3 separate regions of the Mus musculus genome follow, and all the other regions are linked to region 3. Evidence: chromatin contacts called from public Hi-C and HiChIP or PLAC-seq data. All regions are on one chromosome and are shown on one strand. Each heading gives the region's core, a stretch centred on a gene start, on an enhancer-like site or on the middle of the called end of the contact. The rest is flanking DNA. Distances are from core to core; before and after follow the strand shown.

What was found. Hi-C and Micro-C count contacts between places; a contact is called where the count stands out from the background. HiChIP or PLAC-seq counts read pairs in DNA pulled down with a chosen protein or histone mark.
Region 1: a contact with region 3 is called in a Hi-C map of the N1E-115 cell line, with 7 times the contacts expected there. The contact joins two enhancer-like sites. A contact is called at or near these places in 5 of 484 Hi-C or Micro-C datasets (the N1E-115 cell line, cerebral cortex, cortical neurons and 1 more), 6 of 115 datasets of contacts at active chromatin or transcription factors (SST interneurons, embryonic basal ganglia, embryonic forebrain and 3 more) and 2 of 9 other capture datasets (embryonic stem cells and pancreatic islet).
Region 2: an H3K27ac HiChIP or PLAC-seq map of heart atrium shows a contact between it and region 3, with 9 times the contacts expected there. The contact joins two enhancer-like sites. A contact is called at or near these places in 8 of 484 Hi-C or Micro-C datasets (the C2C12 cell line, LSK cells, adipose-derived mesenchymal stem cells and 4 more), 3 of 115 datasets of contacts at active chromatin or transcription factors (cardiomyocytes, embryonic stem cells and heart atrium) and 1 of 9 other capture datasets (embryonic stem cells).

Annotation. Positions count from the first base shown.
Region 1 is chr16:42,745,083-42,747,782 of GRCm38.p6, forward strand. The region is part of intron 1 of 4932412D23Rik (RIKEN cDNA 4932412D23 gene); the gene reads right to left. Among named protein-coding and RNA genes, the nearest start is that of Gm29960, 94 kb to the left of the region's middle. Within about 2 kb of position 1,314, at least 69 of the 459 cell types and tissues checked have an H3K27ac peak or open chromatin away from gene starts, as enhancers often do. A contact at or near this core is called in the N1E-115 cell line, SST interneurons, cerebral cortex and 1 more, where this site is marked.
Region 2 is chr16:42,676,005-42,678,848 of GRCm38.p6, forward strand. No RefSeq gene overlaps it. Among named protein-coding and RNA genes, the nearest start is that of Gm29960, 25 kb to the left of the region's middle. Within about 2 kb of position 1,492, at least 48 of the 459 cell types and tissues checked have an H3K27ac peak or open chromatin away from gene starts, as enhancers often do. A contact at or near this core is called in heart atrium, where this site is marked.
Region 3 is chr16:42,275,203-42,277,902 of GRCm38.p6, forward strand. All of the region lies in intron 2 of Gap43 (growth associated protein 43), which reads right to left. Among named protein-coding and RNA genes, the nearest start is that of Mir6540, 27 kb to the right of the region's middle. Within about 2 kb of position 1,444, at least 50 of the 459 cell types and tissues checked have an H3K27ac peak or open chromatin away from gene starts, as enhancers often do. A contact at or near this core is called in the N1E-115 cell line, SST interneurons, cerebral cortex and 2 more, where this site is marked.

The sequences.
Region 1 (2,700 bases), core at 64-2,563, 470 kb after region 3:
CAAGTAGGTCTCAAAGCATAAGAAGTGAAATGTAATTCTTTTCCTACCCATCTCAACATCTGCTTCCTAAACTTAGGATTCTTTCTAGGAACATGCTAGCTTAATTTATCTCCCTTACAAATTGATTTAGTACCTTATAATAACCTGGAATTCATTATATCATTATATATATATATATATTTCTTAAAAAGCCACCCATCTTATTTCCTCACAAGCATCTGTATTGTGCAAGTAACATCCTACAGATCTGTAATGCAGCATTTGGTGCTGTTCGACCTATACCAATCACAGCCAATGCCCATTGATTCCAGTATGCTTCACGATCTGTCCCGCATATGCCATTTTCTAAACATGCACAGTAAGAGGGAGAATAACTGGCATTTTAAGTATCAAGTGCAGGGTAACAACAAGCATTGTCCCTGGTTTGCTTGTGTTGTGACTGACTCAAGAAATAGATAAGCTAATATTCCACAAAATGTCAAGACACACTGGGATCATTTTGAAGAGACACAATCATAATTCAGCTCACTATACCTCCTGAATTGCTATTACACACTAATCCGACTGGAGGGCATTTTGACTGCTTTGATGTACAGTCTTTACTGGCTCAATTGTCCCATCTCAAATGTTCTAATGAAACGTTCTCTGCGAAGAAGAGATTTTGGAAACTGTACCTTAACACCAGAAGATATTGTTGGATTCAGTATCTATTCACTCTTCAAACCAACTGACAAATAACCAATGACATAAAGTAGATAGTAGCCTGCATATTGGCACCCATGCATAAATGTACAGGCTCTTTATATTATTTATCTAAGAAGTAATTGTTGAGCATTGACTGTGCCCACTTCCTCCCCCTTCCATCTAAGCAGCAGAATCGGTTAGGGACCTGCAATGCTATCCTCATTTAGCAACAGCAGAGCAGTGTCAGCAGCTCTATTCTGTGCTCTTTTGTTCAGCTTCTCTTTATTTCAGTGGTGTCTGCACAGCTCACCTGATGTCACTGGGAGAGAAAAAGAGACTAGCAAAACCCTTTGAATCGTTCTCATAGCTGGATTTATGTAATAGAAAACCTCATGATCCTGAGAACGTGTATTTTCATACATTACGATGTCAAAGTACTCTACTGCATAGCAAGCTGGGTAGACTGGAATATAAAGTGCTTCCGGTGGGAAGTGAGGAGACAGACAGAAGAATGTTTTCCTGTTCTCAGAAAAGCTAGTCAGATAGCTCTGTTTGAAAGGCAGCGTGTGTCAGTGTGAAGTAATCCTGCCCTCTCTCTTCCTCCCTGGCTTCTCCAGGGAAATGAGTCACACCTGGTCGCTGCCCTTCGGAGGGTGTTTGATGTTCTAAATTCTCATCAGCCCTGCACAGCTAGGATGATGTCAGCACAGTTGACATTGTTAGATCCCTGCTCTGCTTACATCAATTCCCTGTCGCTCGGGTGTCAGATCAGTGTGAAGAATGGAAGGGGGGAATCATCTTCTTAGCAACGAATCCCACTGAATCCCATGTCTCTAGGATCCTGAAAAGACATCTGGCACTTTGCTTTGGGGATTTCCTGTGCATGCCAGAATTTTAGTTAGATTAAAATACAGCCGCAGTGAGTCAAAAAGAAACCTCCCATCTTCTTCCACCAGAATGTATATGCTTTTACAGTACTTCACTTCCAAATGTTTATCACCAAAGTACACTATTTATTCACGTACCCCTGAATTCCTCTAGGATATACTTTCTTGGCTTGATAATCTTACTTCTGCTTAAAGCCAGAAAAGTCAAAAGGGGGCCATCTTTCCACCCTTCAGTAGTCAAACGCCATAGATAGGTATAAGTATATAAAATACACAATCACCTTACAAAAGAAAGAAAGAAAGAAAGAAAGAAAGAAAGAAAGAAGGAAGGAAGGAAGGAAGGAAGGAAGGAAGGAAGGAAGGAAGGAAAGAAAGAAAGAAAGAAAGAAAGAAAGAAAGAAAGAAAGAAAGAAAGAAAGAAAGAAAGATGGCCATGCTAATAAGAACAGGATCCAGATAGAGTACAGAATCATTTCCTGGATGCACTCAGAAGACTAGAATCATTAAATACGAAGCGTAACAACAGCACAATAAACTCAGACAGCTGCAGCCTTCAGATTCATCTATGTATTGATTATCCAGGGGAAGGCAGAGAGACCTTAGGAAAAGGATCTAAAAGGTTACTTTGGAAAATGTTACAGTGCAACAGCCAATAGAACCCTGCCCCTCATGCCAATAGCTGTCAGAAACCCCAACAATGAAGATTTAACGTCTACTCTTCCAGAACAACGTCTCAGAATTATTCTATCTCAGCTCTTTATGCAAACGCTTTTCGTTGCTTTCTAGCTCTCTTTGTGCTCAACCACTTATTCATCTTAGAACCATTTCTGGCTACAGCATCTTCCTCTGGGATAGTTAGAGTCAAGTGACCGAGGTGGGTAAGTGAGTGGACACCAAAATGCTGTGTGATAAGCATTCTCATTAGAAATAGCCTTAGGGTTCAGAGAGGATAAGAAACAAAGGGGAAGGCAAACCCAGGCTCTGGAACAGGAAGAAGTCCTCAGAATGGCATGCTGAGTATTCACCATTTGGTTTTGTTTTTATAATTGCAATTCAAATGATAATTTTAAATCCTGATACTTGGTCCATAGAATGCAAGTATACATTTTTAGCAAATAGTTCCATTGTA
Region 2 (2,844 bases), core at 242-2,741, 400 kb after region 3:
AAAGAAGAAGGCAACAGCAGCAGTAGCAAGACTCACAAGGGCAGCTGTAAGGTCATGGTCACATTTGATCGTCTTGCCACAGGAGAGGTAGAGGCAGGGAAGAATGCTTCCAGGAACTCTATTTATAGTCTGTGGTGGGAGACAACGTTTCCCTTCATCTCTTTGTACTTTCTGTGATCATATTATCTTTCTAACCCTTATCAAAAGTCTGGTTTTCCAAATACGTACAAATACACATCTTACAATGATATAAGCCTGCCCATAAAGACAATCCAGCCCAATATCTTTTCACATTTGGTCCCTCACTTAAAAGATAAAAGAATAGGTCCCTAAAAATGACAGAAATCATATTCCTTCATTTGGTCATTACATTTACAATGGTGTGTACCTTTCTTTTTCTCCTTGGTGAACAGTTCCAAACTACAGAGATGTTAGGAACCGAACCAAAGACTAGGTAGGTCAACCATTTCCAGGAGACTGCTGAAAGTCATATCCTGGGATAAAGCCAAGAGTAAATGCCAATCAAATGAAACCTCCATCCAAAGCCCCTTAGAAAATCGGAAATGACATAGAAAGATACAGGAAACAGGAAGAGCTAATCCTAGGTACAGCACTTCCTCTCTGACAGAGAGAGATTTGGAGTCTTTGTGTAGAGCTAATGTTCTTCGTCTGTACAAGTAGATGGTGCTCCAGGAGCAAGGCCAGGTGGCCATGAATTCTTGGCCAAGAACTCTCTAGCCATTGCTTAAATATTTTCAGTGTCCCCCACACTTAAACTTTGCCATTGCTGGACAGCTCCAGTGACTCTAAAGCTGTTCTCAAGATCTGAGCCAGGAACATTTATTTGTCTTCTCTTTACTCCATATCTCTGAGCGTCACACTTCCCTTTACATCAGCAAAGCTTACTCATACATCCTGTTGTTCCTCCTTCAGTCCAAGCCTTTGCATTATTTTTACGAGATTTCCCCACCTCCCCAGACAATCAGATTCTAACTACACTCCCCAGTTTTCTTCTCATCTAAATTATTCACAATTGTATTCAGAATTGTGTGTGTGCAGTGGCCTGTCTTTTGGAGTGGTTGTTGTGAAAGCTGAAATGACATTCGGTCACAATACAAAGGCACATCATACATTCTGAAGTGCAGCGAGGGTATGAATCAACAGCCAAACGTATACTGCAATAGTCTTCCCTGTCTGGGTTGCCTTCAGATCACCACCGCATAGAACAAGATTCAACAACGGCACAGGAAAAGTGGATGTGGCAAAACATCCACTCACTGACTAAGTTCTGCAGGCTCGGTCCTTCCAGATTAAGTTGAGACAAATTTTGCTTGAAGAAAATTTCAAATCTCAGTGAGTCATGACTATTTGGGTGGATTTAGAATGCTTGAGCTCACAAATGTCAAATTCACAAATGTTAAAGGCCTGCAGCAGATGTGACTGAAGTCAGGCAGGAAATGAGTAACTCCAGATGGACGCAAACAATAGCGAGCTGTGAAGGTTATGTGTAACTGGGAAGGGATAATATAACCACAGCAAACATTAATACAGCAGATACTGTGTATAGCATGGCTTGAAAGGCTTTATGTGTATGGACCTGTTTGCCCTGCAGAGTATCCTATAACTCCTCATTCCCACTTGAATCTATGGTTGAAAAGTGGGGAAACTAGAGAAGACTAAATCCTCATTTGTGCTCTTCGGGAGAAAAAGGAAGAGCCAATGTCTCACCCAAGATGCTAAATGTTTGAGGCTGAACATGGAGAATGCAGACTTCCTCCATGCCTTCATAGTCTGAGGAAGTGAAAAGTAACTTTGTTCTTCTATGCTATTTAATTTCCTAAGGAGGAACTCCTAATAAACATGAAATCATTTCTACCACAGATGACTTATAAAGTACTTGTAAGACTTGTTGATTTTTACAGATAGTCTGTTTTGATATGAACATGGAACATAGTACAGAGGCACAGAGAGAAGGAAAAATAGTAGTTTCTGTTTTGGCCGTTATAGGACACAGATTCAAGCCAAGTTTTCTTACCCAATGACTAACTAGGGTTCAGAAACATATCCTGTGCTTATCTGGAATATCGTGAGGCAGTATTATGTATGCATTTGTAGTCTTTCTTTCCTTGTTTCTTCTGTTTTTCACCTGGGTTTTTAAACAGAGTCCCTTCTCTAAAATTTAGTCTCACCTGTAAAACCAGCAAAGAGAATAGTTTGGCTGATGCTAAGGATGTAGAGCAAGCAGCAGTGCCAGCAAATATGAAACTGAAAGAAGCCAAAGGCTTTTGTAGCTAGCTATGCTGCAAATGCCATTAAGAGATAAGTTATAGGAGATACAAATAGTACTTAACACAAATATCTTAAAACATGCTGTATTTAACATGTTTCTTCAATGTTTGTTCCTACACCTCACTTCTGACCCTCATCTTTTCCAACTTGGTCCCTTCCATTACCTACATACCCATTTTCCAGGTTGCATGTTTCGTCCCCTTCTAATTTGTGCATCACTCTTTGGTATGAAATGCAGAAACAAAACAAAAACAAACAAACAAACAAAAAACAAACAAACAAAAAGCACCCTTGCTGTTGACCAAGTCAGTCTTTAGCATCATTCTCCTGATAAAATATTTGAAGTCTATGAAACAATATTATTCCAGAACTAAAAACAAATAAGAATGTCAAAAGTACAGACCAATATCTCATAAACCCAGATGCAAATGTCATTCTTTTGAACACTAGTAAACCGATCCCAACAAAATATAAAAGTATGATTATATACCACAAAACTTAAAGGTTGTTCCAACATGAAAATCACTCAACAGGACATATTTTTTTTTGATTTTT
Region 3 (2,700 bases), core at 194-2,693:
TGTCTTGGGACTCTCCCTGTAGACCAGGCTGGCTTTGAACTCAGAGTTCCACTCACCTCTATTTCTGGAGTGCTAAGATTAACGGTATTCTCTACTAAGTCCTTTGCTCTTCCAATGACTTTTCGTAAGGACCTAATAGATGATTGTCAGACCAAGGACTGACAAATTCGAAGTGATCAGATACGAATTAGGTTGTTTTCACATTTTAATTAAGACTTGGGATAGATAGCATTGGGAACAGAGTCACAATTGTTATTGTGAAGAATCCTCAATAAATTATGGGACTTCAATAGACAAATGGAGCAAGTACTATATTCTTGTAGATTTACTACAGGAGGATGACGGTTGGTATGTAGCTGAAAGGGCAGTCTACACCCTCCGCCCTCAGCTGCCTGCCACATCAGTACAGCCCCAGGAGGCTTCAGAAGATGTGCTCAGGTCTCTTGAGTGGCTGCATCTCCCCCCACCCCCCAGAAGCGACAGGGGACAAATGGCTGCTGGCTCGCTACACAGTTCCACTTCACTCTGCTCCCACCCTCTTGCCAGCCCACCAGGCACGTGCCAACAATGAGCTGCCTGCTTCACTGGGATCCTCGGCTCCATTAATAAGCCCTGGAAGGCTGATAATTGGAGATTTGCGGAGCCTGCCGTCTTTCAATGAGGCGGGTTGTTATGGAAACCGCAGGCAGAGCATCATGTACATATTATTGATCCTTTAAAATAATAATAAAAAAGGACCATTAGAATGTAATGTCCCTTTTTCTTACCTCACTTGGCTCCCATCGTTTTCTTTGAGAAGTTTGTCATCAATTTGCACACGTGACAATTCACAGCTCATCTCTCTCTTTATCTCTTAGCACCCGCCCCACCCCTTTCTTAATTACAGAGAATCTTTCACCTCTAGCAGGAGAAAAAAAGTCAGCTGAGCAGAAAACCAAAGGAACACCAAAGAGAACACTCTCAATCTAATTTAACACCAAGGCATTAACTCGATAATTTGAGACAAGAGAAATCAGTCATGAGTATCAATGCACATTTCCTCGCCATTAAAAATAATAATAATAAATCGAACAGAGCTTAGAAATGACTTCGGAGCCCCACCCTAGTTTATTCTGGTGGCAAGATGTTCACCACCCACGATGAAGCACACACGGTGCTCTGGAAAGGAGCCCCCAGCGCTCAAGCCAAGGAAAAAGCCGGACTATTTTTCTGAACTACTTTTAAAATTTAGCTTTACACTCTTGCAGAAAAAAATCCAATTACTCCTTTTACTTAAGGAATACAGACATAATGCCGAAGTGTACCTGACTGGGAGGCCTGTGATCAGCATTAAATGAATGTGCCTGAAGGCTGCTTTGGACTTCAGTGTCACCCAAATTCCTTGCGTTGAAAAGGCCTGGGCGCCATTGTTTCTTGGTGAACTTCCCATTTTTCCCCAGCAGAGGGCAACAGAGTAATACTGTTCCCGACCTTGAGGTCTGCGGACCAGCCACGAATCCAAAGCAAAGCACACAATTGGTTCAGGAACGATTTGCTGTGGCAAGGTCCTACTTTGAAGCCTTTCTGAAGTTAATTGTATTTTTAAGTCCTTTTAAAGGTAACCAAAATCTAAGTCTAGAAATATTGTTTACCAAAGTCATGAAGTCATGGGAGTGGATGAACTAAAATTAATGTTACATTGTGAAATGGATTTCGAGAGCAGGTAATGCTTTGCAGTGGCCTTATCTCTATAGGATAAGGTCTTATCTTATATCTAAGACCTTTGAATCCATAAAATACTATGACATCAGTTGTCATACTATTTTAATGTAGCAAAAGCATCTGCCATTGTTTAGTTTAAAGCCCCAATCACTTCAGGTCTGAACATTTTAAGGTCTAACACAGTCACCTTCCCCTCCCTGGTGCTATAGCAATGTTGCCTAATTAAGTTCACTTCCTTCATTCAGATACCTGCCACCCTGGTGACATCTGAACTTACTCTCTGCAATTAGACTGTGTTTCCAGTCAAACACATACTTTCACATAGCTCTGGGGCCAGGAGTTCGTTTTGTTTGCTTGTTGTTTGCTTGCTTGCTCCTTTTTAAAGGCCTTACATTGCTTCCAGATTGTACACTGAACAACAGCATTTTTCTTTTTACTTTTATATACCAGTATTCTTTACAACGCCTAGAGCTCTTGCGTAAGTCACACCTGCTAGCAAAGGAAAGTTATCTGTATGACAATGAAACGAGCTCCTTGGGTTACCTTGTCTCCTCCACGATGAGCCTAACTCATTATGTGACTGTTCAAGGTGATCCTACAAGACACGTCACTTTTCATTAGAATACACACACGCACAGCCCGTCCTGGGGATTGTTCGAGTACAGTGGGCTGAACAGTTTTGAAAACTGGTCCCAGCTGAATAGCTGATGAAAGACCAAACTCTCATCCATATTGACACACAGTAAAACATGTTACAGACCATTCCAGGAGATGAAAGGACTCTGTGAGACCCGCTATGCCTCGGTCAAAGTGACATCTAAGTTTCCTAAGAAGATTGAAATCTAAGTTGAAATCATTATACTTGTACTTACCTAGAAAGAGCATATTACCCATTTCTCTCAAGAGTTTCCAACTCTGTCTATCAAATCCCTAGATTGCAGTTTCTGAGGGACCAATTACAGGCAGCCTAAATTAATCCTACCCTCACTACCTGGTGGC